Regions from separate parts of the Mus musculus genome. Here all the other regions are linked to region 3. A link is a contact called in public ChIA-PET, HiChIP or PLAC-seq and promoter capture Hi-C data. All regions are on one chromosome and are shown on one strand. The core of a region is the stretch at or near the end of the contact, and the rest is flanking DNA. Distances in the headings are between cores, read along the strand shown. Region 1 holds the start of Zcchc8 (zinc finger, CCHC domain containing 8). Region 2 has its middle 12 kb from the start of Morn3. Region 3 holds the start of Mlxip (MLX interacting protein). Region 4 holds the start of Hcar2 (hydroxycarboxylic acid receptor 2). Region 5 holds the start of Clip1 (CAP-GLY domain containing linker protein 1).

Region 1 (5,535 bases), core at 1,705-4,204, 330 kb before region 3:
TGCAGAGAGCATCTTTTACATGTTTAAATGACTTTAGCTGATAGGCAATCTAGGAGAACTTGCCGAGTGTAAGAGGGTCATTTTGCTACACTCTGCCTTCCCACCCTATTTACTGCTTTGACAAACCCAGTTCTTCATTTCTTTCTTTCTTTCTTTCTTTCTTTCTTTCTTTCCTTTTTTTTTTTTTAAAGATTTGTTTATTGTATATGAGTACATTGTACCTGTCTTCAGACAAACCAGGAGAGGGCATCAGATCCCATTACAGATGGTTGTGAGCCACCATGTGGTTGCTGGGAATTGAACTCAGGATCTCTACGAATAGCAGTAGGTGCTCTTGACCACTGAGCCATCTCTCCAGGCCCCCAGATCTTCATTTTCTTCTCTACACTTGGCATGCATTCGCTCATTTAATCTTTCATATTTCAGTTCTTCACTAACACTAACAGTATTTTTTTTCTTTTTTACTTTTTACCCCCCCCTTTTTTTTTTCATTTTCATTTTTCATTTTCATTTTTTTCCTTCTATCTCTTAAAGGGAAAAGTCAGGATGTTTGCTGTAGCTCAGGCACATCTCAAACACTGTCTCTGAAGATGGCCTTGAATTCCTGTTTCTAAATATGCCACCTGATCTCAGCCACAGGAGGAAAAGCAGAACAGCATTAGAACCAACCCATGCGGGGCTGGAGGGATGGCTCAGCGGTTAAGCACACTGACTGTTCTTCCAAAGGTCCTGAGCTCAAATCCCAGCAACCACATGGTGGCTCACAACCATCCATAATGGGATCTGACGCCCTCTTCTGGTGTGTCTGAAGACAGCTACAGTGCGCTTACATATAATAATAAATCTTAAAAAAAAAAAAAAGAAAGAAAGAAAAAAGAGCTAACCCATGGAACTTGGCCCACCGGTTAGCACACCACGATAGGTGTGCTGAGAACTACATGTTTTGAGGACTCCGTGGTGGTGTGGAGGTTTCACTCTGCTTGTTCCCCTCACAGTCATCTCATCCCTCATAATCTAAGAACTGTAGGAAAACTCTGAGGGGCTTCCAACCACTCATTGGGCAGTGTCATTGGCACTGTTGATGAGTGATGTTTTTCAAGCAATGCTGCTGAAACAGGTTCATGATTCAACCCCCACCCTCAGAAAGAACTCGGAGATGTAAATTGTTAGTATAAGTTAGGTTAAGATGTTTTTGCTAGGGACTGGAGAGATGACTCAGAAGTTAAGAGCACTGGCTGCTCTTCCAGTAGACCTGAGTTCAATTCATGCCACCCACATGGCAGCTCACAACTATCTGTAACTCCAGTTCTATGGGACCTGACACCCTCATCCAGCCATACATGAAGTGAAACACCAATGCGTATAAAATAAAAATAAAATACTAAAAAAAAAAAAAAAGTTTTTGCTTTGATATATAGGACTTTGGGGAACAATTTAATATCCAGACTGGTATACTTTTGAAAGTTGAACCAGGAATTTTTTTGAGGTCAGGGAACAAGAACAATGGTAGCTGAGCTAGTTCTTAGCTTATGTGGCTTTCTTGCTAAGGCTGGATGGGTCATCAAGTGATAATTACTTGTATCTATTTTTACCTTTATCTTCCTGATATAATTTGATAAAAAAAAATCAGTGAGTGGGTGTACAACTGAGGATTTAAAGTAGGAAGGTGGTGGTAGCTTAAGTCTTTAAACCCAGGACCTGGGAGGCAGAGGCTGGTGAGTTTGAGGACAGCCTGGTCTACAGAGCTAGTTCCAGGACAACCATGGGTACACAGAAGTTCCAGGTCAACCACGGGTACACAGAAAAACCTTGCCTCTGTGTGCATGCGTGCACACACACACAGACACCATACACACACACAAGCTTAGATTTCTGATTCTAAATACTCTTTTATAAGATTATTTTAAAAGATAAATAATTGATCTTTTCATTATAACTGCAAATTGTAGCCTGGTAGTACAAGAACTGGCTGAGAAAAAGTAGCTTGCTTGCTTACACTTAATCTATTATAATTTATTTAATTTTTTTTTTCACTTATAATACCTAAGACTTTCAATCTTGTAAAAGGTATGGTGTAACATGCTGGGTTTGGGGGGGGGGGTTGTTTGTTTTGTTTTTGGGGTTTTTTTTTTGCTTGTGTATTTATTATAATCATTCACTTACAAAATGTAGCCACATTGTAATCTTTGTACTACTTGGGAGATTTTGCTGGAAGATATAAGTTATGGGAGAAGTAATAAAGTTGTTGACGCTTGTTGAAGCCTTGCTTCACCGTGTGTGTGTGTGTGTGTGTGTGTGTGTGTGTGTGTGTGTGTGTGTGTTTGTGTCTGTCTGTCTGATTTACATTAATATCATCAACCCCTCCTTGGATCACTAAACGCGCTACAGGAGCTGGCCTCCAACAGAGACCATAACTAACCTGACATTATTTGTTACAGGTTATAATTTCCGGTGATTTTAACATGTGATGACGAAAATATCCATTCAAATCCAGCGGCATATGAAAGTAGAAACATAATAAAGGGTTTTCTGGTTTTTCTGTTTGTTTCGTCCCTGATAGGAGTTCATGAGAGTAGGCAGTGGAATAACTTCATTTTTCATTCATTTACAAATGAAACAAGCAAAATAAAGTGGCTTGTGTCTGAGAGCACATTTATCTACGGCAAAGGTAGAGTTCCTGTCTTCTCTTTTCGACGCTGGGGAACCGCACCACATTTTGTCAAAGCCATGTATCCGGCTTTGATTCCTTCAGCTTTAAACGCCTAACGGGGACAATCCATATTGTTTTAACTCATTCAGAACCGTTTTTTTAAAAAGAGCAATCCCAGTGTGCAACGCAAACAATGAGTCCCGTCGCTTAGAAACTACATATCCCAGAATGCCACGCTCTGTGGCCCATTCGGAAAGAGGCATGAGGGCGGCCTTGGCATTCTGGGAGTTGTAGTCTCCGTCCAGGACCCGCCCCTAGACGGCTTTGGAGGCCTGTGTGTGGAGAAAAGCCTCCAGGGAGAGCGGCTCTGGCCTCCAACCTTCGCCCCCTGCCCTCCAAGCTTTCCCACAGCCCAAGATGGCGGCCGGTGTGGATTTTGGCGACCTAGAGCTCTTCGAGGCGTTTGACCCACCAGAGGAGTCGACGCCGAAGCCCGTTCACACCCGGTTCAAGGACGACGAGGAGGAAGAGGACGACGACGACGACGAGAACGGGGTGGGCGATGCGGAGCTGCAGGAGCAGCTCCGGCGCTGCGAGGCCACCATCGAGCAGCTCCGCGCCGAGAATATCCTTCCGGCGCGATGGGCCGGGTGTCACTTGGCACTCGGGGTCTGGGTGGCGGCGGGCGGGGGACACGGCGGAATTTCCAAGAAGATTAGCATTCGAAGTCCTTCCTCCCGCGACCTGGCGGGCGGGCGGGAGTCTCGGTCCGGTTGCAGAAGCTGCATCCGCGGCCCGCGCGCGATCCCTTCCCCGCGAGCGTCCTCCAGTGCACACCACCCTGGCCCCCCAACTCAAAGCTGCTCTCAACTGTTGTGACACTGGAGACACTTCTCTCCCGGTCTTGGAGGTCACCGTGTTTTCTAACTTTGCGTGCCAAGCTCGAGAAGAGACGAGTCGTAGTGTAGTTGTGCGTTTGAAGGTGCGGGGCGTCGCAGCCGGGGAGTGGGATGATTTGTGGAGGGACGAAAGCTACGAGTGCCCACTGTGATGGAGAATCGGGGCGCGGGGGGGACGACCTTAAAGATTTAGCATGCGAAGAGACTTGCTAAATTGTCCAGATCGTTTTGATTTCTTGAGCTAACTTGCCTCCCGGTGCTCCGGGAAAAACGCGCCAAAATTCCCTTTGACTTTATTAACGTGATTATAACGTTTGTGGGTTTGCTAGTATGTTAATTTCCCGTTCTTAGGTAGTTTTGGTTCAGGTAACTTTCCTTTTGGAACTTAGCCTGAACCCTGAGCATGGTTGTTATGTCAACTTTTGAAGTTCAAGTCTGATTTTTTTTTCATGAAACCATTTTCCGTGACACACTTTATTATGAAAATTTATAAAATACTAGAGAGTTGAAAGGATTGTGTATTTCATATCCGTAGGGGTTCTCTCACATTCTTGCAAACATTTTGCTATATTAACTTTATCATTTATCTTTATGCTTTGACGTGGAAATTTTTCTTAATTGCTTCAACTTGTTCCGGGAACACCGCGGTCTAACTGAAATTTTTGGTTCATCTCTTAGACTGTTTCTGAACTCCAGGACCATGTCTTAGAATATATGTTCAAAGAGATGAAGACCTTATTTAATGTTCAGGTCCAGTTGTCCTGCCCTCGGCAAAACATGTACCCAGTGTTTTTCCTTCAAAGTACTGATTACGGGGCCTTCCTTTACATTTATGTCATTTGGATAACAAAAGTGAAAGTTTTAGTGGTTGGTTGTTATGTCCTGAGGACTGATATTCCTTAACCAGTAATAACATCAAGAACTTAAAAGAAAGTTGAACATTCTGACAAGACCCAGGTATGACATCTTGAAATTACACACGAGCTGCCTCTTGGCTCTCCTTCTCTAGTCACAGCATCCTTGTAGAAAAAGGAATTTTTGTATCATCCACAACTCAGAATCCAATGAAGAATTCAGTAACGGTTCTTTATTGTTGACTTAGGGGTATAAAGGAATTCTGGTAAGTGGGTTAAATGTCTAAACAGACTTAGTGGGTCTTTTTCCTCAATCCAGAAATTTTTGCTTGACAATTCAGAGAAGCAAGTTAGACCCAGCTGTTCATATTTAACACATTTCTGGTAAGATAAAATAAGTTTACAGTTATGTTAGCCGATGATTTCTTTACAGCTGTTATTATTACTGTTGTTATTATTGGTGGTGGTTGGTTGGTGGGATTTTGTTTTGGACAGGCAAGGGTGGGTTTACTGAGACAGTGTTTCTCATCTTGTAACCCAAACTAGCCTGGAATCCACTGTATGTTTACACTGGCCTTAACCTTATTGGTTTTTGTTTGTCTACCTTGAAAGTGCTGGGATAACAGGAGCAACCACACTAGCATTAAATATTTTTATTAATATTTGTAAAGTACGTATTAAATATTTTACAGTTACAGACAGTGCAGGTAGAGCATTTTTTGTTTTGTTGATACAGTCTTCTTGTAGCCTAAGCTGGTCTCTGGTTACAGTGTGGCTCAGGGTGACTTTGAACTCTTGGTCCTCCCGCCTCCCCTTCCCTAGTACTGGGATTACACCTAGGGCCAAGTCTGGCAAGGCACAGCACTTTAGAAGAAAAGGAAATATGCTTTTGAGAAAGTATCGAATGCAGGAGGCATGTATTCAGACATCTGCTTATAACAGTTACACTAATGCTGGCATCTCCATATGATAGGAATTTAACAAGTTACTAGATTAATTTTTTATTTATTTTGTTTTTTGAGTCAGGATTTTACTTTGTAGCCTTGAACTCCCAAGTCTTTGCATGAAACTCACTTTCAGTATACCAGGCTGGTCTCAAACCCAGCTGCCCTGGGTTTAATCTGAGTGCTGG
Region 2 (5,045 bases), core at 2,023-4,522, 340 kb after region 3:
ATCTTAAAAAAAAAAAAAAAAAAAAAAAAAAAAAGAGTTCAATTCCCCAAACCCAAGTCCGAAGGTTAACGGCTGCCTATAACTGCAGCTCTAGGGGATCCAACACTCTCTTCTGGCTTCTCAGTCATTAAATGGAATGATTTGATATATGTACGCCCCACTGGAAAATCTTGACAGTGTTACAGTGTGTGAGGATCAGGCTGTGTGTAAGTGCCCCTACCCCACTAAGCCATCCGGATCTCCCTACACAGCCCAACCATTTTCCTCAGGAGACTTTCTAAAGTTTATTTTGATTTATGTGACAAGAGACTGTACCTTATGTGAGCGTGTTGGATTCCCTGGAGCTGAAGTCCCAGGAAGTTGTGAACACCCTCATTTGGGGTTTGGAAACAAACCTTGGGTCCACTGCAAATGCAGTTATGTGCTGCGTCATCTCTCCAGTCCGCCTGCCAGGATCTTGCTGGGATCTCAGGCATGCACCACCACACCAGGCTTTCATTTTCCGTTTGCATTGCACGGGACAGCAGAACTCTTCCACAGCTGACATTCTCCATGCCAATCCCTACCCCCACCCCCACCCCAGCCAGATCAGTGACACAGTAGGTTAGTTTCATTAAGGATTTAAAGAAAGTGCTACAGTGTCCCTTTCACCTGGTTCCTAATTGGAGACAGGCTTCTCTCCAGTCTCCAACCCTTTGAAACTAACCTGTCTTTCATGGCAATTCACACTCCCTAGAGGATCCCAGCCTCCTGCTCTAATTACCTTCCAAAAACACCGTTACATTTGGGCTAGCAGTTTTTAAAAACATCCAAGTGTATTTTCCTGAAAGCTGCCGGGTGGACTAATTTGCACTAGAGTGGAGAAGGACCACTTGCCAGACGAAAAGCACTTGGAAGTCTTGAGGGAACACAGGCCTCTTAGCTCCGGCCCCTGTGTTTGACAACAGGGCAAACACCATCACCAGTACATTTCCCACACACCTTCCTGTGAACAGCCGCTAGCTGTTTACAATACATTCCACGCACGCGCTCCTTTGCTTAATCCCTGTAGCTGGCCCGCCAGGTCGGAGTGATATCTGTGTATTTTTAGCACGATGAAAGTAACTGGCAAAGCATAGCAGCTGTCCAGTGGCTGCTCAGGTCAGCTGCACTGCAATGTTGTGGCATGTACACAAGTTTATTTTCTTTTTCTCTCCTTCTCCCTGGCCCCCCCCCTCCCCCCCCCGCCTCCGGGTTGTAGATCATTTCTCTTTAACACACTTTTGCTAGCAACCTGAAATACAATCTTCCTGCACGGGAAATTCTATTTCTCTTGCTTGTTTTTGAGACAGGCTCTTGTAGATGCCAGTGGAGACCAGAAGAGGGCACTAGATCCCTTGAAACAGGAGTTACAGGTAGCTGTAAATGGCCGGAGGTGGATGCTAGGACCTAAACCCAGGACCTCTGCAAGACAGTCCTATACCTGCTGAGCCATCTCTCCAGCCTTTCATTTAGTTATCTTATATTAAGATCTGAATCTTTGTGTCCCCCCAACATTTTACAACCCTAGATCCTTCAAGGTTGTAGTAGTATAATGTAGGCAGCCTTTGGGAGATTAAAAAACAATATCTACTTCATAATTTGTCAGGGTCCAGGGCAAAATATAAGTGAGCAAGTCCATGAAACCAGTCTGTCCCACGTATTCTACTACAAAGTGGATTTTTTGGATACATTTAAGAGCTTCCTTTTCAATTATTTTTCTGTGCTATTCTTGAAGTTTATTCTCTTGGCCTAACACTCTTATAAACCCCTCTTCCTCAAGGCATATATAACTGAGGGAGACGGGACCTGAGCAACTTCTTCAGGGAGTCCAAGAATCCCTACCCTTCCAGCGTTTTAGAACAGTGATTAGGAGTCATACCTCTCATCAGCCTCAAGAGATTCTGGCCCAAGAATGTACCATTTCAAGACTTTCTTGGGGAGTTGGGGTGGAGAGGAGGCTCAGCGGGTAAGAGGAGATCCGCCACCAGGCCCAAGGCTCTGAGTTCAAACACTGAGACTTGCATGTTGGAAAGAGAGAGCTCTGTAGACTTGTGTACTGAATGTCACGCTCATACCACTACATGGGTGCAACTTACACATGCACACAGACACGGATGAATAAATCGTAAACCCGTAAATAATCTTCCTTAGAGAGTTTTACTAACTTCTCCCTTTTGAAGTAGGCGATTTTGGTCTAACAGTCGCTTCCTGCCTCATTCCCTACCACCCCTCAATGTTCAGGAACACACATGGTCTCTCACCCTCCACTTTGGTCCTAATCTCCTCTTCTGGCATCTAGACTTCCTCTCCCCAAGTCCAGCACGACTGTATTGACTGGACAGTCTCTGAAGTGCACAGACGTCACCCAGCAGATGTCAAGGTGCTCCCACAGCTACCTCCAAGACTGCCTCTACATCTGAACCACGTGACCTTCCCACAAGAACCCTTTAAGAACTGGGGCTGAACTACAGGCTTCTTGGTGTCCCCAGCCATCAGAACAGTCTTCATATATTGAACACTATCCGCTTTCCATACTTGTTTATGGAAACAAATGAACCAACCACCTTCAGGACACAAAAGCCACACATAATTCTATGCAGACTTCTTTGCTAGCCTTTATGCAATAAATCTGCCTAACAGACAAGAACCACTTACTAATAATTCTTGGTAATCTCTCCGAACACTCGGAGGCATCCGAAGTGAGTTCTGCTTTGAGCCCTGGCCTCTCAGCTCCCTGTGTAGCTGAGGATCTTGAACTCCCGAGTGATTCTCCTCCCTCTGAGCCCGAGCTACCGTGCATGATTCCTAAAATGCTTCGTGATGTTTCAAGCATTCTTAAAAAAAAAGGCTAAGAAATGATTAGGGATAAATCCAAAACTAAACTTTTCCGCCTGAGAATCCTGGCGTTCGGGAAGCTGAAGGAAGAAGATTGGGGTTCGAGGCCTGCCTGGACTGATACATTGTACTAGTCCCAGAAACACAAAATTGAAAGAAAAAACAGTTCCTTCACGTAGACATGGGTAATTATGTAAGAATCTTTAAATTAGAAAAATAATTTCTGTGTCCACAGTCCAGTCTTCACGTGACTAGGAAGGGCGGCACTGGAGGAGTCACGAACCCTAGCCGCACACTCAGGCTCGCCCTCCGTCGGTTCCGCGTGGAAGCGCGATTCCCACCCCCATCTCCCACTCACTTCCGCGAAGAGTACCCAGAGCGCAGGCGCAACCTCGGGCCCGCCTTTCAGAGACCTCCCAGACGCGTGTTGGTGATTGCGCATGTGCAGAGGGGCTAGGACGGGTAATTCCGCGGGAGCAGGTAGGTCTCGAGAACTCCCGCGACTGGCTCCTCCCACCTAAAAAAAAATTAAGCCGGCGGGGCTCCTTCGCCGTGCGCACGCGCACTGCGTGCAGGAAGATCGCGTGTGTGAAGCGAGCCTAACGCATGCGCATTTAAAGCCCCCCGAAATTCATGACGTCAGCCACACCATCCTGTTTGTAGCCCCGTTCCCCACAATCCCGCTTTTAAAGAGCTAGAATCTAGTTCTGATTGTGGTTTTGACTTATAATTTTATTTTATTGTTATTTAAAAATTCACTATGATTCTTGGTAGAAATGTAAGTTCGCATAGTGTGGTTGGCTAAATACAACAAAATGTTTTGTTTAATATTTTTGTGTATGACTGTTTTGGGGGTGTGTTCCTTGTGCCAGGGGAATCCAGAAGAGGGAGTCAGAGCACCTGGAACTGGAGTAACAGACGGTTGTTGCCTGCCATGTGGGTGCTGGGAACAGAACCCAGGTTGTCTGGAAGAGCAGCCAATGCTCTAACCACTGAGCTGTAGATATAAGGGTCGATTCTTCCTCCCGGTCCCGTGTTCCCAGAAATAAGACTCAGACTCAAAACAGATTTCCAAATACCTTGGCCATAGAGCTAGGCTCTTCTCTGACTAGAATCATAACTTATGATAACCCACTAATTTTAATCTATATTCTGCCCCATGGCTGGTTACCTGTGCTCAGGTTCCATGCATCCTCCCAGGTGGACCTCGTGCCTGGCTCTATCCCAGAATTCTTTCTCTCTCCCAGATGTCCTACCTCCTATTTCCTGCCTAAGCCATAAGCCATCAGATTTAACTATTGACAGGTGCCACAACCATACAGTAACAGCTCTCTCCACTGAGCGGTCTCCTCAGCTTTTGGGTGGTGGTTGTTGTCGTTGTTGTTGCTTGCTTGCTTGCTTTCTTTCTTTCTTTCTTTCTTTCTTTCTTTCTTTCTTTTTTCTTTTTTCTTTTTTTTTTTGTCTTTTGAGGTAGGGTTTCCCCTGAAGGCCAGGGTGTCCTTGAATTTATACTTCTGCCTTGTTTTCCCAAGTGCTAAACTTACCACCATGCTTGGTGTAAAATGCTTTTTTAAATTGAGTACTTAGGGGGCTGGAGAGATGGCCCAGTGGTTAAGAGCACTGACTGCTCTTCCAGAGGTCCTGAGTTCAAATCCCAGCAACCACAAGGTGGCTCACAACCATCTGTAATGGGATCCAATGCCCTCTTCTGGGATATGTCTGAAGCCAGCTGTAGTGTACTCATCTAAATAAAAATAAATACATCTTTAAAATTAAGTAATACTTAAAATTAAGTATTTAGGGCTGGAAAGATGGCCCAGTGGTTAATAGTACTAGCTGCTCTTCCCAGAAACCTTCAGTCTGACTCCCAGTACTCACACATGGTAAAATCACAAGGATCAGTACTCCTGCAAATCTGATGCCCTCTCCTTGCCTCCAGTAGCACCACGCATGCATAGGTGCATAGACATGCCACCCATACACAATAATAGTAATAACTATTATTATTATCATTAATGTATTTATTAATACACAATAATAGTAATAACTATTATTATTATCATTAATGTATTTATTAAAGTCCTATTGAGTATACTAGGTCAGGATTAACATCTCCTGTGTGCTTTAATACATTTTTCTTTATTCAAGTCTGTACTGGGCTGACAAAATGGCTCAGCAGGTAAAGGTGA
Region 3 (5,239 bases), core at 641-3,140:
GAGCTCCTGGATACATAGGTATCAAGGTAACACACACACACACACACAAAAAAAACCCTAGGAGTGGTCCTGTGCTTCTTTCCATGGTCTTCGGAGTAACCTGGGAAATTTTCTCTAGGCTGCCAGCTGTGCATCAGGACTCTCATGAAGCCAAAGCCAGTATAGTTGCTAAAGCAAGCCCAGTCAGTGTGGGTCCTGCTTGAAGCTACCACCCATATGGGCTGCTCTAATCACTAGCAGTTCAGAGAAGGTCTCTGGCTGAGGCAGAAAACTTGCCTAAAATGCCTGCCTAGAAGACATACTGGGGAAGAGTAAGAGGGTAGAAAGAAAGGCTAGCCCTCCAAGGAAAGGCATTTCTATGACGTTCAAAAGAGATCTCTGTCCAAAGCTGAATTCCCCGTTTCAGGGCAGTGTCTGGGATGTCAGCCCTACTGACATCTCACACATAAGTTTTTAGGGTCAGTCAGAAAACCCTCTAGCCAGATGTGGGCATGAGAGGCATATGTTTGTGATCACAGAATTTGGGAAGCGGAGGCAGGGCAGTCAGGAGGAGTTCAAGGCCAGCCAGCATCTGCTCAAAAGACCCTGGCTCAAAAAGGAAACAAACAAACAAAACAAAACAAAAACAAATTCCAACTTCCCAGGAAAATAAACTCCACAAGTCCACTGTGTGCAAAGGGTCCTGCCTCAGAATTTCCCTGTAAAGGAGATGTAAGAGAACCCAGGCTCCAGATGCATGGACAATCAGGAAAAGTAACTCACATTTAAGCAGCACCTAAAAACCCACTCGGCCTATCTCAACCCTTCCCTGAAGCAGCCCCCTAGAGGTCAACACTACTGTCACCCCCCACCCCGCCCCCCTTTATAGACAAGGAAACAGGCTCCAAGGCGTTACACAATCATTAAGATAGTGCAGCCAGCGCCCTAGCCACCCTGGACAGGTGATCTTAACCGTTGGGTGTTGCTGTAAACACACAAAGCAATAGAAGGAAGGGGTCCACAGAGCCAAAAGAAAAGGAGGAAAACAACAACACACAGCCTGTAGCTACACCTAACTCTTGTCTAAAACCGGTGACCACGGGCATTGGAGGAGGGGAGGGCCTGGATGGGGAACACGAAGCCGGAAGAACCCAGGAACGACCGGCTGACAGGGCTACAAGGCCGGAACCCTGGCGCCTCTCTCCATGGTGGAGACCCCAGACTCACAAATCGTCCTAGAAGGAATTTCCAAAGGGACAGTGTGAAGCCAAAGGTCCAAGCTGGGTTTTTGTTCAAGAGAGACCGGGGTGAAGATGGGGCTCGGCCAGGTCTGGGAGTCGGGTGGGGGCGTCACCGGGTCCCCTACCTGTAGGCCAGGGTCATGCACTCGAAGAGCTTGGTGAGCGACGCATCGATGGACAAGTGGCAGGAGCTGGTCTTGCCGAAGCTATAGGTCTGGCACGTCTGCTTGTTGACCGTGTCGAAATCATAGCCCTTCTTGGGCGGGTGCTCGCGGTGCGGAGAGGACACCATGAAGTGGCCGCTGTGGATGATCTGCTGTCGGCGCGGAGGCTCCTCGCGGCCCGGGCCGGCCCGAGGCGGCAGCGGCGCGGCGCTCGCGTGGGCCCGGGCTGAAGTGGCCACGCCGGAGGGGGGCGGCGGAGACGGCTCGTCTGTGTCCGAGTCGTCGTCGTCCTCGGGCACCTGAGGCTTGAGCAGCACCGAACGGCCCCGACTGCGGGGCCGGCGCGGCGAACACATGAAAACGTCGGCAGCCATGAGGAGAACCTGGTCCGGGGCATCCCCCGGGAGCCGGGGCGACGTAAAGCGGAGAAGCACGGGGAACGGAGGGGGCCGCCGGCCCGACCCGGCCCGGCCCTCGCGCAGACTGCCCGGGAACGCGCGGCCTGAGGGGGAGGGCGCGGGCCTCCTCGTAACGTCACTGTCGTCTTGGCCAATCGGATGCTCGCCTCTGCCTCTTAAAGGTGCAGGAGGAAGCTTTTCTTCTCCGGGCGGACAAAAAAAAAAAAAAGCCGGAGGCCACGCCTCCACGCCCGGCCCCTGGCTGTCCTCTTTCCCCTCCGGCTGGCCCTGGAGTAGAGAGACGAGAAAGCCAGGCCGCGCCTCTCGGGGAGCCTGGGCTCAGGGCGGCATTGGCTGTCTGTTCAACTAGTCTGGCTCCAGCCCCTGCCCCGCCTCCGCCACGCCCGGAGCTTGGGAATAGCCCTGCGGCCTCACTGCGGGCAAGGAGGGCACTCCACGTGGTGGGTAGGGGTGGAGCTCCTTCCCCCACATTAGGCCAGCTTTCTCCCTCCATACCCGGAACTGAGTCCTCAAAAGCCTTCCTGATTTTGTCTACCGTCCCCATTTTGTTGATGAGAAGATTGAGTTACCTACACTCTAAGGGGTGTGCCTAAGGTTCCAACAAGACCCAAGAGCAAGGCTCACAGAATCATCACATCCTTAGGGGCAGAAACTGACTCTCCCGGGTTAAGGCATGGCTCCTGGGCATCACCGCTCTTAAACAGTAGTAGAGTTCTGCAGGAGCCTAGCTGTCTGCCTCCAGACCCAACAACTTCAGCCACAAATCAAAATACTGTCGCTATTGTTTGGAAGTTTGGCCCAGAAGCCAAATTCCAAAGGGGAAGTTTGGAGCCTAGTTGTCTTTACTGCAATTCCTAGGTCTCAGAAAGTTGTGTCAACCTAAAAATAGCAATGAGCCAGTCATGGTAACACATGCGCGTGCCTGCAATCCTAACAGGAGGGGAGCAGAGGTGGGAGGATCAGAAGTTCCCCAAATTCTAGGTTAGTTTGAACTGCATGATACCCTGTCTCAAAGACACTTTTATTTTATTTTATATTTTAGGAAATCCAGTGAGATGGTTCAGTAGGTAAATAAAAGCACTTGCTGTTAAGTCTGACCTTCATTCCAACCCGTGGGACCCACAAGATAGAAGACTCCCAACAACTTAATCTCTGACCACCCCAACCCCACTGTGGCATCTGCGCTTCTCACGATAAATAAAGGTAAAAATAAATAAATAAAAGATTTTGTTTGGAGACAGAATCTCTACATGTAGTCCTTATGTAGACAAGGCTGGCCTTGTAACCACCACGAGAGATTATAAGAGGGGAAAAGATCAGGGTGTCTTCTGTATATGACAAGGAAGCTACACCTGTGAAATCTCCATGGTCTAAACAAGAACTACAAAATTGCAGCACCAGTTGACATCCCAAGATGGATGGGGGAAATCTCACAAGACCCCCTCTTAAATGGAGTTCAGGCAACTAATGATGCGGGGGGGAGAGAGAGAAAGAGTTATTCTCCAGGGAGAAGATGGGTTTTCCAACCCCACATAGTCACCTTTTCTAAACACATCCTATCAATACTAAAAGGACTCAGCAGGCTATATTTATACATGTGTGTGTGCCTGCATGTTTAAAAATAATAATTAAAGAAGAGGTCACATTTCAAAGGGAGTGAGAAAAAGACAAGGGAGGAGTTGGGTGGGGGTTGGGGAGTGGAAATGGTGTAAATACAGTACTCATGTATGTAATTATATTTAAAAGTGATGGAGAAAAAAAACACCTGAAAATATAATGGGGGTTATGGCTGGCCTAGGTAGTTCCCTAGCTACAGGGAACACTCAGAAAGCAGTGTAAGATTAGCCTAGGTGCCAGGTATACTGTACATGCCTTTAATTCCTGCACTTGGGAGGCAGAGGCAGGAGGATCTCTATGAATTCAAGGCCAACCTGGTCTACAGAGTGAGTTCTAGGACAGCCGGAGCTATGTAAGGAGACCATGTTTCAAAAGATAAATACATAAATGATTGATGTTTTTCTGTTTTGCCCAGGTCTCTCAGGCTTTCTATAGCTGTGAGAAACCAAAAGCAACTTGGGGAGGAAAGGGCTTATTTCAGCTTACAGTTCCACAGTACGGTCCATCACTGTAGAAAATCAGGGTGGGAACTTAATCAGGGCGGTACCTGGATGCAGGAGCTGATGCAGAGGCCGTGAAGGAGTTCTGATGACTGGGTTGCTCTCTCATGGCTTGCTCAGCCCGCTTTCTTGTAGCACCCAGGACGACCAGCCCAGAGGTAACACTGTCCACAGTGAGCTGGACCATCTAATATCAATTATCAATCAAGAAAATGCACCACAGGGGGCTGGTGAGATGGCTCAGTGGGTAAGAGCACCCGACTGCTCTTCCAAAGGTCCGGAGTTCAAATCCCAGCAACCACATGGTGGCTCACAACCATCTGTAACAAGATCTGATGCCCTCTTCTGGAGTGTCTGAAGACAGCTACAGTGTATTTACATATAATAAATAAATAAATCTTTAAAAAAAAAAAAAGAAAAGAAAATGCACCACAAGACAATCTAATGGGAGCATTTTTACAGATGAGGTCCCTGCTCCCAAAATGACTCTAGCTTGTATCAAGTGGCCATAAGACTAGCCTGTATACCAGGCTAGTCCTGGCCACAGATGACTCCCCTGCCTCTGCCTTCCTAGCAGGTCAGGCTCTACCTATGTTGGCCATGTTTGTTGACTTGCTTGTTTTACATTTCTAAAAATAATTTTGGTGCTAGAGAGCTGGCTCAGTGGTTGAGAGCACTGACTGCTCTTCCGAAGGTCCTGAGTTCAAATCCCAACAATCACATGGTGGCTCACGACCATTCGTAATGAGATCTGACGCCCTCTTCTGGTGTGTCTGAAGACAGCTACAGTGTACTTAATATAATAAGTAAATAAATCTTTACAAAAATAATTTCATATATAAGCCCATACGGAAGACATACACACACACATATAATAAAGAAATAATAATGATAAGTCTTTAAAGAAAAGGTTATCCTAAGGATGTGTGTGCAACTGAATCACATCATTGTGCTGATGTGATGTCATATCAAACTGCTTTTGAAAAGAAAAAGTATTTGCAGGGGGTCGTTTGGATGCTTTGATTTAATCAGGAATCTGTGTTTACTGATGCTGAAGGTTCTTGCCCTCAATTGGTTCTTGATCTATCAATAAAGTTGCCAGTAGCCAATGACTGAGCATGGGGCGGGACACTGAGAGTTGTATGGTAGGTTGCAGAGAGAATTGGGAGGACTGAGAGAGGAGAAGGGGATGCAGTAGAGGAAGAGAAAAAGCCAACCAGCCATGTGAGATTTCCGGGAAGTGGCCGCTACTTCCCCAAGTAGCAGGGGAAATTCAAGGAGTGCTCAGTCATTGAGTTAGCCAAAGCATTTTAAGAAAA
Region 4 (5,227 bases), core at 1,786-4,285, 470 kb before region 3:
ACACTTTATCTGAGGTTAGCTCCACAGCACTATGAAGTCGGGCATGGTGATGCGTGTCTGTAGTCCCCGTGCTGGTTGGTGGGGTCAAGACAAGTGACTCTTGGGATTGGCTGGCCAGACAATGAGTTCTGTGGGCAACAACAGCTCAAGAAGCCACTCACAGTCAGCCTTCAGTTACTGCGCGCGCGCGCGCACGCACGCGCACACACACACACACACACACACACACATTTATACAATTCTAAAACTTAAGAAGGAGACTCCCTTTCAGATTCTGGATGCCAGCAACAATCAGGGCTAGTTGTTTCTCTCCAGTTCATCAAACCCCATAGGATTACTTCAGGGGTGTTGTGTGGGTTACTTTCATGTTGTTGTTGTTGTTGTTGTTGTGACCAAATACCAGACAAAAACAACTTAGAAGAGATCTGTTTTGGTGTGTCACAGTCCATTGTGACATCAAGCAGCCCAGTCTGTGGTGCCTCAGGCCTGGACCTGGAGGGAGAGGAGCGCCGACCTCAACCTAAAGTGGATATAACTTTCCAGGCCTAGTGATTGGTCTCTACCAGCTTCCATCCTCAGAGTTCTCCAGGCTTGCAAAACAGTGTCAGGTGCTGGGGACCAAGTGCTCCAAACCTGGGAGCCTGCAGGGGCTCTTTTACTTTCAAGCCAAAACACATGCCCTCAGTAAGTTCACATTTATCCAGGAGGAAGGGTTACCAGCACCCACAGGCAGTAAGGCAAGCAAGTGCCAATGCCAGCTAACATTCAAGGCAATTGCAGAGGAAGAGGCAGTGATCTGGGTTCGTGTCATAAGCCTGTAATCCCAGCACTCCGTGCACACAGGACAATCGTGGCCAGCAGTGAGGCCAGGCCAGCCTGAGATACATAGGGAGATGCTGTCTCAGAAGCCTGTTTAAGGGGCTGGAGATGTCCGTCTCAGTTAAGAGCACTTGTTCTTGCTGAGAACTTGAATTCAATTTCTAGCATCCACATCAGGTAACTCATATCCATCTGCAACTCCTGCCTCAGGGAACCTGGCACCTTCTGCTGGTCTCCGAGGGCACCTGTATTCACATGCATATATACACAGACAGACACACAAACACACAGACACACAGACTCTCTCTCTCTCCCAATTTAAAAAAAATACATGTTTCAAAAAGTCTTTTAAAAAATACAATATTATACCAGCACTTGGGAGGCAGAGACCAGGGGATTTCTGAGTTTGAGGCCAGTCTGGTCTACAGAATGAGTTCCAGGACAACCAGGGCTACACAGAGAAATCCTGCCTTGAAAACAAACAAACAAACAGAAACCCAAAACCAAAAAACAAAACAAAACAAAATAAACAAACAAAAAAACAATATTGGAGAGATGGCTCAGAGGTTAAGAGGACTGACTACTCTTCCGAAGGTCCTGAGTTCAAATCCTAGCAACCACATGGCTCACCACCATCCATAATGAGATCTGATGCCCTCTTCTGGTGCATTTGAAGACAGCTAGATTGCTCTTACATATAATAATAAATAAATCTTTGGGCCGGAGCAAGCGGGGCTGGAACGAGCTGAGGTCCTGAGTTCAATTCCCAACAACCATATGATAGCTCACAGCTATCTGTACAGCTACAGTATACTCATATACATAAAAATAAATAAATCAATCTTGAAAAAAATGGGCAAACATGGAGTTTCAAGACATGGAATTTGGAACACTGGAAACTGCAATGTGGGCACCACCAATCTCAAAGTTGTCATCTTCATTGTCACAGTCTCCATGAAGTATCCTGATCCTATAGGATCCAAGATCAGGTCACCCTGAGTCTAGACTACAAGGTCCGTCAAATGCCATTGAGGATTTGGGTAGGCAGCTAAAGGGACACATTTCCTCTTTTTTTTTTTTTTTTTTTTTTTTTTTGAGACAGTTTCTCTGTCTAGCCCTGGCTGTCTTGGAACTCGATCTGTAGAGCAGGTAAATTCAGAGATCTACCTGCTTTCGCCTGCCGAGTACTGGGATTAAAGGTATGCACCACTACCACCTGGCAAATTTCCAATTTCTAATTTCAAACTCAAAGTAGATAGTCAATGGTAGATACTCTGTAAGATGACACTTAATCACACTTTAAAAAAAAGAGAGAGAAAGGAAATGTTATCTTTCTGCACCCTCTTGAGGCTTGAAATCAGAGCCATTTCTACGAATACCACACATCCAGGCGCTGTGTCTGCAATCCCAGCACTCGGGAAGAAGAAGCAGGAAGATGGAGAAGCCAGCTTGGGAGACGTAACAAGAGGAGACATCTATCTGAGAGGAAGGAAAAAAGGAAAAAGAGCACGGCGCTAGAGAACTGAGTTGGGGGTTAGGAGCACCCGCTGCTCCTGCAGAGGACCTGCATTAAGCTCCCTATCCCCACATTGGGGTGGATGACAACTGTCTTATAACTCTAGCTCCAGGGCATCCAATAGCCTCTGGGGCTGTTGTTGTATGTACATAGCCACATAGACAGGCATGCAAAAATAAAAATAAATCCTAGAAAGAAAACAAGGAGGTGGGGGAGACAGAGACAGACAGACAGACAGACAGAGGAAACCGTATCCACATTACCAATGCATAGTAGAATTTCACACGAACTCTTACTGCTCCTGGAAAGCCTGACTGTTCTTTTAGCACAGTGCATGGTTACTGCCCTTGTTAATTTATTAATTATTGTCAGCTAAGCAAATTGCAGTGAATGGATTCTCCGAGGCCAATCACCTAGCCAGCATGCATGCCTGCAGCCTTCAGAAGGAATGCCCTCAGATCTGACTCGTCCACCTCTGACAGTCGGCTTGCCTAAACTTATCCTTTACGTTTAGAAAAATTTGTGGGTTCCCGTCTGCCCAGGGGACTTTTTTTTTATTACTTGTTTATGCAAACAGTAAGTTGCATAAGAGCCTTGCTAGCCTTTTTTTTTTTTAAATGATTTCGTAGTTTCCTGGTAACCATTCAGTCATCTCTTTCAACACCCTGACATGACATAAAGCCGAGGGCTGAACCACACGTTCACCACACAGACACACACTCGCCTTGAGCCTTCGCTAGGTGAGGCACTCTGAAGCTGGACTGGCCAGATCCACTCATGAGCAAGTCAGACCATTTTCTAGTGATAAACGGCAAGAACTGCTGTGTGTTCCGAGATGAAAACATCGCCAAGGTCTTGCCACCGGTGTTGGGGCTGGAATTTGTGTTCGGACTCCTGGGCAATGGCCTTGCCTTGTGGATTTTCTGTTTCCACCTCAAGTCCTGGAAATCCAGCCGGATTTTCTTGTTCAACTTGGCCGTGGCTGACTTTCTCCTGATCATCTGCCTGCCGTTCCTGACGGACAACTATGTCCATAACTGGGACTGGAGGTTCGGAGGCATCCCCTGCCGTGTGATGCTCTTCATGTTGGCTATGAACCGACAGGGCAGCATCATCTTCCTCACCGTGGTGGCTGTGGACCGCTACTTCCGGGTGGTCCATCCACACCACTTCTTGAACAAGATCTCCAACCGGACGGCGGCCATCATTTCTTGCTTCTTGTGGGGTCTCACCATCGGCCTGACTGTCCACCTCCTCTATACAAACATGATGACCAAAAATGGCGAGGCATATCTGTGTAGCAGCTTCAGCATCTGTTACAACTTCAGGTGGCACGATGCTATGTTCCTCTTGGAATTCTTCTTGCCCCTGGCCATCATCTTGTTCTGCTCAGGCAGGATCATCTGGAGCCTGAGGCAGAGACAGATGGACAGACATGCCAAGATCAAGAGGGCCATCAACTTCATCATGGTGGTGGCTATTGTATTCATCATTTGCTTCCTACCCAGTGTGGCTGTGCGCATCCGCATCTTCTGGCTTCTCTACAAATATAACGTACGCAACTGTGACATCTACTCCTCGGTGGACCTGGCTTTCTTTACCACCCTTAGCTTTACCTACATGAACAGCATGCTGGACCCTGTGGTCTACTATTTCTCCAGCCCATCTTTCCCCAACTTCTTCTCCACGTGTATCAACCGCTGCCTTCGAAAGAAAACATTGGGTGAACCCGATAATAACCGAAGCACTAGTGTGGAGCTCACGGGGGACCCCAGCACAACCAGAAGTATTCCAGGGGCGCTAATGGCTGACCCCAGTGAGCCAGGCAGCCCCCCTTATCTGGCTTCCACATCTCGTTAAGTTACTATGACAAGAAGGGAGATTGCCGCTCAGGCCTGTGCTCTCTGGAGAGGCGATTTGGCCGTTCGTTGAACAGGGTAACATCTTCAGATTTGGCTTACGCTTTCTTGGAACTTCTAGATTCGGAGAATCGAATTTAGAGAAACGGCGTGGTGCAGTGAGCAGTTTTGGTTGCGAGGTGCAGCCATAGAAAATCTCAGAGGAACAGAAAGCAGAGTTTCCAGACAGTGGAAACTTCTCAGCCTTCCAAGCTTACAGGACTGAAGAAGACAGAGTCCTGCAGAGTTTGAGTCCCAGATGCACCCAGACACACCTCAGTTCTGCTCAAAGTCACGGATGGCTCTTCGTCCTAGGGTCCTACCTAGCCTGTCCGTGGGCCCCAGTGAGGACAAGGAGATCCACGAAACTGGAGGGGATCTCTACCCAGATGTCACTGATAAGCCAGTTGGTCACTTGTGTTCGGTGGGACCAGTATACCTTTCAGCCAGACTTTAGCAGAAATGCTAAAGAGGGGAGGAGATGCAAAAGATTTGATTGTTCTCCAAGTCTCCAAAGGTGGTAAGAGGGGGTTAGCCCCAGGAGGGACTGAACTCAGTGCTGGAGAGAAACAATAACAAATTCAGCTGAGCTTTAAAAGGCTTTGGGGAAACAGTGGCTTCCCTCCTCTGTCTGCGTTTCTTAGTAAAAGGAATTCAACTGTGTCCATGGTTGGGGGGGGGGGGGCGGTTCATTACTTGGGTTTCTGTACTTTAACATCTACCATTTCAATAAATTTCGACAGGAGACACAGGCTGCTGCAGCATTTTGTCTGGGTTAGGGTTCACAGAAACGGTCTTCTTACTTAAGACCTGGGTTATGAACTGTATCCTAGCAGGAAGATCTAGTATACTGCAAAAACACAGAAGGGTGCAGAAGAGCCCTGCCTTGAGACAGCCAAGGGGAACGGCACCGGTGGGGAATATGTAAGGTAGTTAGGTTTTAAAGGCTATACCGAAAAGTTTACAGCGGAGTTCTTCCCTTTGCAGTTCGGTG
Region 5 (4,961 bases), core at 1,154-3,653, 290 kb before region 3:
CAGTGCTCTTAATCTCTGAGCCATTTCTCTAGCCCTGCAACACATGTTTTAATTTCTCTTGGGACTATACCTCTGAGTATAAATGCTGGATCACATGGGAACTCTGTTTAACATTTTGAGGAACTGTACTGTGAATATACTAAGTGTTAAAAACATGTATATTTACTTAGCTGTTATGTGACAGGGTCTCTTGCTGGTGTAGAACTCACGAGGTAGACCTATGTGGATCTCAGAGATCCACTTGCCTCTGACTTCCCAGTGCTGTGATGCTGGGCTAACACTCTCAGTCTGTTCCCGATTTTTGACTATATCAAATACTTCTGCTGTAAACAAACAAACAAACAAACAAACAACCCACTTCTGCTGTGAATGCTGTGAACATGTGTCCCCATGTACTTCACTGTGTTGGATGTTGTGGAAGGAGGTCTCAACTTTTTGTGTGTGTGCACTCAAAAAGATATTCATTGATCAGAACTACTGCATCAAGCACCAATTTCACAGATATCCTGCCTTACTGGATTTTTAAAAAGGCACAGGATCTTAGATATGTGATGGCAACCTTATAAGTGACTTTGGTCACCCTCCACATTGTAAAGCCGTCTGTACTCAGAGCCCTAGTCTATTGAGAAGGCCTGGAGTGTAGTTTGCAGGATGGTGCCTACTGCTGTTCTTGGTTAGCTGAATGGAGCTTTTGTGGTCATTGGCTGGTTCTCTTTGAGAGCTCATCCTGGGATTCTAAACAGCAGTTTGTCATTCTCTCATCATTTCCACTTTTTTTTTCTTGGTTTTTCAGGACAGTGTTTCTCTGTGTAGGCCTGGGTGTCCTGGAATTCGTTCTGGAGACCAGGCTGGTCTTATATTCAGAGCTCTCTCTGCTTCTGCCTCCTGAGTGCTGGGATTAAAGGCGTGTGCTGCTGCCACCCCAATACATTTTTACTCATCGCCAGGATATAGCCCTGGATGGTATGTAGAGCAGGCTAGGTTAACCTCAAGAGATTCAGCTGCCTCCCACTCCTGAAGGCTAGTATTGTCAGTGTGCACACCAATAGGCCTGGCTGCTATTATTATTATTATTATTATTATTAAATATTTTATTTATTTGTTATTATAAATTTTATGACAGGGTTCTATGTATACTCTGTGTAGCTCTGGCTGTCCTGGAACTCAGGAGGCAGAGGCAGGCAAATCTCTGTGTTTGAGGCCAGCCTGGTCTACAAAGAGAGTTCCAGGACAGCCAAGGCTATTACACACAGAAACCATCTGGAATAACCAAGAGAGGAAAAACAGAGTTGAATTGTACTCAGATCAGCGGGTAAGTATTGCTTGCCTAAGTAGGAATGAATTCTGGGTTCCCAGGGTACTCTCACCTCTTGACCTTGGAGCTCACATATCAGGCTCAGGTGGAATAATAGATTATTTTTGTGTGTGTGTGATTTAAGGCTTAAATGGACAGGAGGGTCTGCAGATGAAATTTACTTTGTGCATTTCCAGTGGAGTTCCCTTCTTGGGCTCTCTGAGGTGCCTGTTTGCCCAGACACAATGGTGTTTTAAATAAAGGTCAAGAAGGGAGGTCGCCCTTCAGAATATTTCCTCCTTGGCCCCTTCTCCATCAATACTGAGTCACTGCAGAAACCTGGGCTTCCAACAGCTGCAGATTTCTGCCGGGAGCTGCAAAACTTCTGGGGTTGCCATGGTCCATGGGAGCGAAATGCTGGCCGCCCTCTGCTAGCGCAGCCCTGAGCCGGCTGTTGCAGCGTCCTCTCCAGTCCCTTTCAAAAGCTTGACAAGGGGATCCCTGCTTGGGGAGGAGCCCGAACGGGACATTAACCTGGGCTTCTGTCCAAACGACTGGGGCGAATAAAAGACGCTTTTCTTAAACTAACTGGGCTGCAGCCCTGGGCTCATCTCAAAGGATTTTTTTTTTTTAACCCCTCAGTGATTTCCTGGAGAGCAGAGACCGTTCATCCCAAGCTGAGCTTGCCTATGGGCATCTCCCTTCCAACTTGGGGCAACGGATTTATCACCCTGCTCTAGGCGGGAAAGGGAGGTCAATGAAATCAATCAGCTCCCCCACTCTCCAACCGCACCCCATCCCATCCCCAAACGGCAGGCTGCGGTTGGTCCAGTCTACGGGTAGCCATCCGGGGTGACTTGCATATTCTGGGCACACTTGGCTAGGAAACAGGGAGAAGCCTGAAATGCCAAGGCACCCGCGTCTGCAGGCCCTTCGGTCCGTCCCCCGGCATCTTGCTCCTTATCGTGGAGGATTTAGGGGCTCGCAAGGGGAGCAGGCAGACAAAGGGGCGGCAGGGGAGCTCGCGGGCGGCAGCGGCCCGGGCACGGGGAGGGGCGGCGCGGCGTCTTCTCCCGGCCCCGCGGCGGCGGCGGCAGCGCGTCACGTTCTCTTCCCCGCCCCGAGCCGAAGAGCCGGGGAGGCGGGAGGCGGCGGCCGCGGCGGCTGCTGCTGCTGCTGCTGGGAGGCAGGTGACGGCGACCAGCGGCGTCCCAGGCGGTGAGCGAAGCGCGGGCCCCATCTCCATCTCTCCTTCCTCGCCGTCCCACCCGTTCTCCCTCCGCTCCTTCCCGCCGCCCGGGGATCCGGGAGGGAAACGCCGGGAGGGAAGGCTCGTCTCAAGCTCCCGCCACGCACCGGGACGGCGGCCGAGGAGCCGCGGACGCACCCGGGAGGGTGGCGGGCGCGGGGAGAGCGTGGCTGCGGGGAAGGCTGGCTGCGTGCGAGCCGCGCGCGTCCGGGCCCTGGCAGCCGCGGCCCGGGGCCTTGCCTGCCTTCCTCCCGCCGCCTCAAGATGGAGCGTGGACTCCTTGTCCCTGCGCCGCCTCGGGAGCCGTTCTCGGAGGAGCCCGCGTCCTCTTCCCCAGCTCTTGGAGGGGGAGGTTCCGGGGACGGCTCCGTCGCTCCCAGAGGCCGCGGGTCCGGTTCGACCTGTTGCCCTGGACGCCTCCCGCCGCTCGCCATCTGGGCGAGCTTTCCTCGGGCAGGCCCGGGACGCCGGGTGGCCGGCCGCGAGCCGGCATGGAGGGCGCCCTTGCCCCGTGGCGCTCGGGCTCAGCCCGGCCCGGCTCGGGCCCCGGTTCCCGGTCCCTGGCTGTTCGGCCCCGGGCTTTTGTTTTCCTTCAGACCCCTGGAGCGTGATTCTCTGTGAAGGTAGAAGGGCGAAACAGGGTGCCAGATCTCTGAAATCACCGCTGCCCGGTAACCCGAACCTGCCAGCGCGGTCGGGGGTTGGCGCGGAAGACAGATGACACTTGTTCGGGGTTGGGGGTGGGGATGGGGTGACTATTTTAAAAGCAGAGAGCCTTGTGGTTTGTCTCGAACCTGGAGGTGTTGCGTTATTGGGGAGAGAACAACAGAATATCGGATTAATTTATTTAATTTTTATTTATTTTTATTTTTTTCTGAGTCTGGAGTCCTGCCCTGACATCCCGTAGTCTCTCCGCTTCATGTGGCTTTTCCCATCTGGCAGAAACCGCACACCACCCCCTTCCTCCCTGCCCAGCCCCACCTCTCTGGTATGAAGAAATGACTCGTTAAGTCTGGAATCCACGTGCATACCCATTTTTTAGCAAAAACTTGCCAACTACTGTTTCTATTTATTTACTTATTTATTTATTAAGACAGTGGATATGTTTCTGTCATTTCCTTGGTTTTTTTTTTGTTTTTGTTTTTGTTTTTTTTCATTTTGGTGTGAGTCGGCAGTCTAGCCTCTTCTAGGCCCAGGACTGTGTCTGTCTGTCTGCTTGGGGCTCTGTTAGTATTTATGCGGTGGTGCTTTGGTGATTCTCATGCTAGGATTTTATGATTATTATTCCTAATTGTGGCTCCCAGTTAGGAGAGCCGCGTTTGGCTTCTAGGCGTAATGATGCTCTTTTGCAAGTATCCTCAGGACTGTTGCTCCTCAGCCTTGGGGCATTTCTTCCTCTTGAAATAATAACAATTAGGGTTTATGGAGGGCTCCTTCTGACCGTGCTCTGGGCAAGTGCAGAGTTTTGTTTTTGTTTTTATCTCATGTAATCCATCCAACCTAGGGAGGTTGCTGTCATCGTCATTTTACAGGGAGGGCACTGAAAGGTCAGAGTCACAGCCAATACGAGATGTTGTCAAGAACTGTACCTCAGTCTGCTAAGTTAGTTTGTTAGGGCAGTGAATCAATGGTAAAAGGCAAGGCTGGACGTTATGAAAGCCAAGGAAGTGGGTGATTGCTCAGCTGAGAGCCTGGGACTCTTGCTGAGGTTCAGAGGAAGTGGTTAGGCTTCCTCCTAGGCCTGGATTAGAGAGGTAAACATTGAACCTGGGTGGGAACTTTGGTAGTATCTCTGAACATGAGGATTTTGCTATTCTCAGCTCTTTCAGTCATTGCTGAGCACGAAAATAAGCCAACCTGGTTCTTGTCTTTAAGAAATTTAATACATTCTAAAAACTAGTATTTTTAATTTTTCTTTTAGTTTTGGTTTTTCAAGACTGGGTCTCTTTGTGTGGCTTTTATTGTCCTGGAATTTACTCTGTACACCAGGCTGGCCTTGAACTCACAGAAACCAGTTTGCCTCTGCCTCCTAAGTACTGGGATTGAAGACGGGTGTCATCACTGCCTGGCTTATAAAGGAAACTTTGACTTGAAAAAGAAACAAACATAAGAGTCAGTGTTATTAGTCATGGCATGCCTGTTATTTCAGTATTGGTGAAGTGTTACGGACCCTTCGATGGCTGCTTATGGAGCTGTGGTCTGTCTGTGTAATGAGCTCTATTCAGTTTGCACACCTCAGATACTCATGGAGCCATTTCCTGTGCCACCTGCCCTTCTGGATGCTGGTGCCACAACCCTGAAGAGCTTTACCAAGCTTTATCCTCTCGGTACTTCTCTTCCACTTGAAAGACAGACGATAAGCAGATTAAATATAAGTATGTTGCATGTTAGTTAGAATGTCATAGATGGTAAAGAAAA

The links. Promoter capture Hi-C pulls out the DNA fragments that hold promoters and counts their contacts. ChIA-PET counts read pairs in DNA pulled down with a chosen protein or histone mark. HiChIP or PLAC-seq counts read pairs in DNA pulled down with a chosen protein or histone mark.
Region 1: a promoter capture Hi-C map of liver shows a contact between it and region 3, with 2.4 times the contacts expected there. The contact joins the promoter of Zcchc8 here to the promoter of Mlxip in region 3. A contact is called at or near these places in 17 of 39 promoter capture datasets (the C10 cell line, the HPC-7 cell line, HPC-7-derived erythroid cells and 12 more), 4 of 115 datasets of contacts at active chromatin or transcription factors (bone marrow-derived macrophages, fetal liver, microglia and 1 more) and 3 of 9 other capture datasets (adipose tissue, liver and pancreatic islet).
Region 2: a contact with region 3 is called in a promoter capture Hi-C map of pre-B cells, with 2.8 times the contacts expected there. The contact joins the enhancer-like site here to the promoter of Mlxip in region 3. A contact is called at or near these places in 4 of 39 promoter capture datasets (the 3T3-L1 cell line, maxillary cranial neural crest, neutrophils and 1 more) and 1 of 115 datasets of contacts at active chromatin or transcription factors (memory CD8 T cells).
Region 4: an H3K27ac HiChIP or PLAC-seq map of microglia shows a contact between it and region 3, with 4 times the contacts expected there. The contact joins the promoter of Hcar2 here to the promoter of Mlxip in region 3. A contact is called at or near these places in 2 of 39 promoter capture datasets (the HPC-7 cell line and hematopoietic stem and progenitor cells) and 1 of 115 datasets of contacts at active chromatin or transcription factors (microglia).
Region 5: a contact with region 3 is called in an RNA polymerase II ChIA-PET map of memory CD8 T cells, with 43 read pairs. The contact joins the promoter of Clip1 here to the promoter of Mlxip in region 3. A contact is called at or near these places in 4 of 39 promoter capture datasets (the HPC-7 cell line, liver and neutrophils), 1 of 484 Hi-C or Micro-C datasets (embryonic stem cells), 6 of 115 datasets of contacts at active chromatin or transcription factors (the 230-238 cell line, bone marrow-derived macrophages, effector CD8 T cells and 3 more) and 2 of 9 other capture datasets (embryonic stem cells and pancreatic islet).

The regions. Positions count from the first base shown.
Region 1 is chr5:123,718,463-123,723,997 of GRCm38.p6, reverse strand. Zcchc8 (zinc finger, CCHC domain containing 8) reads left to right here and starts at 2,954. Exons shown (of 14, transcript NM_027494.3): 1 at 2,954-3,275; 2 at 4,464-4,506. The coding sequence starts at 3,068.
Region 2 is chr5:123,056,303-123,061,347 of GRCm38.p6, reverse strand. No RefSeq gene overlaps it. Among named protein-coding and RNA genes, the nearest start is that of Morn3, 12 kb to the right of the region's middle. Within about 2 kb of position 3,272, at least 361 of the 459 cell types and tissues checked have an H3K27ac peak or open chromatin away from gene starts, as enhancers often do. A contact at or near this core is called in memory CD8 T cells and pre-B cells, where this site is marked.
Region 3 is chr5:123,391,449-123,396,687 of GRCm38.p6, reverse strand. It overlaps Mlxip (MLX interacting protein), which reads right to left and starts at 1,890. Exons shown (of 17, transcript NM_133917.3): 1 at 1,346-1,890. The coding sequence starts at 1,758.
Region 4 is chr5:123,863,324-123,868,550 of GRCm38.p6, reverse strand. Hcar2 (hydroxycarboxylic acid receptor 2) reads left to right here and starts at 3,035. Exons shown (of 1, transcript NM_030701.3): 1 at 3,035-4,981. The coding sequence starts at 3,113. The coding sequence ends at 4,195.
Region 5 is chr5:123,681,803-123,686,763 of GRCm38.p6, reverse strand. It overlaps Clip1 (CAP-GLY domain containing linker protein 1), which reads left to right and starts at 2,403. Exons shown (of 24, transcript NM_019765.5): 1 at 2,403-2,512.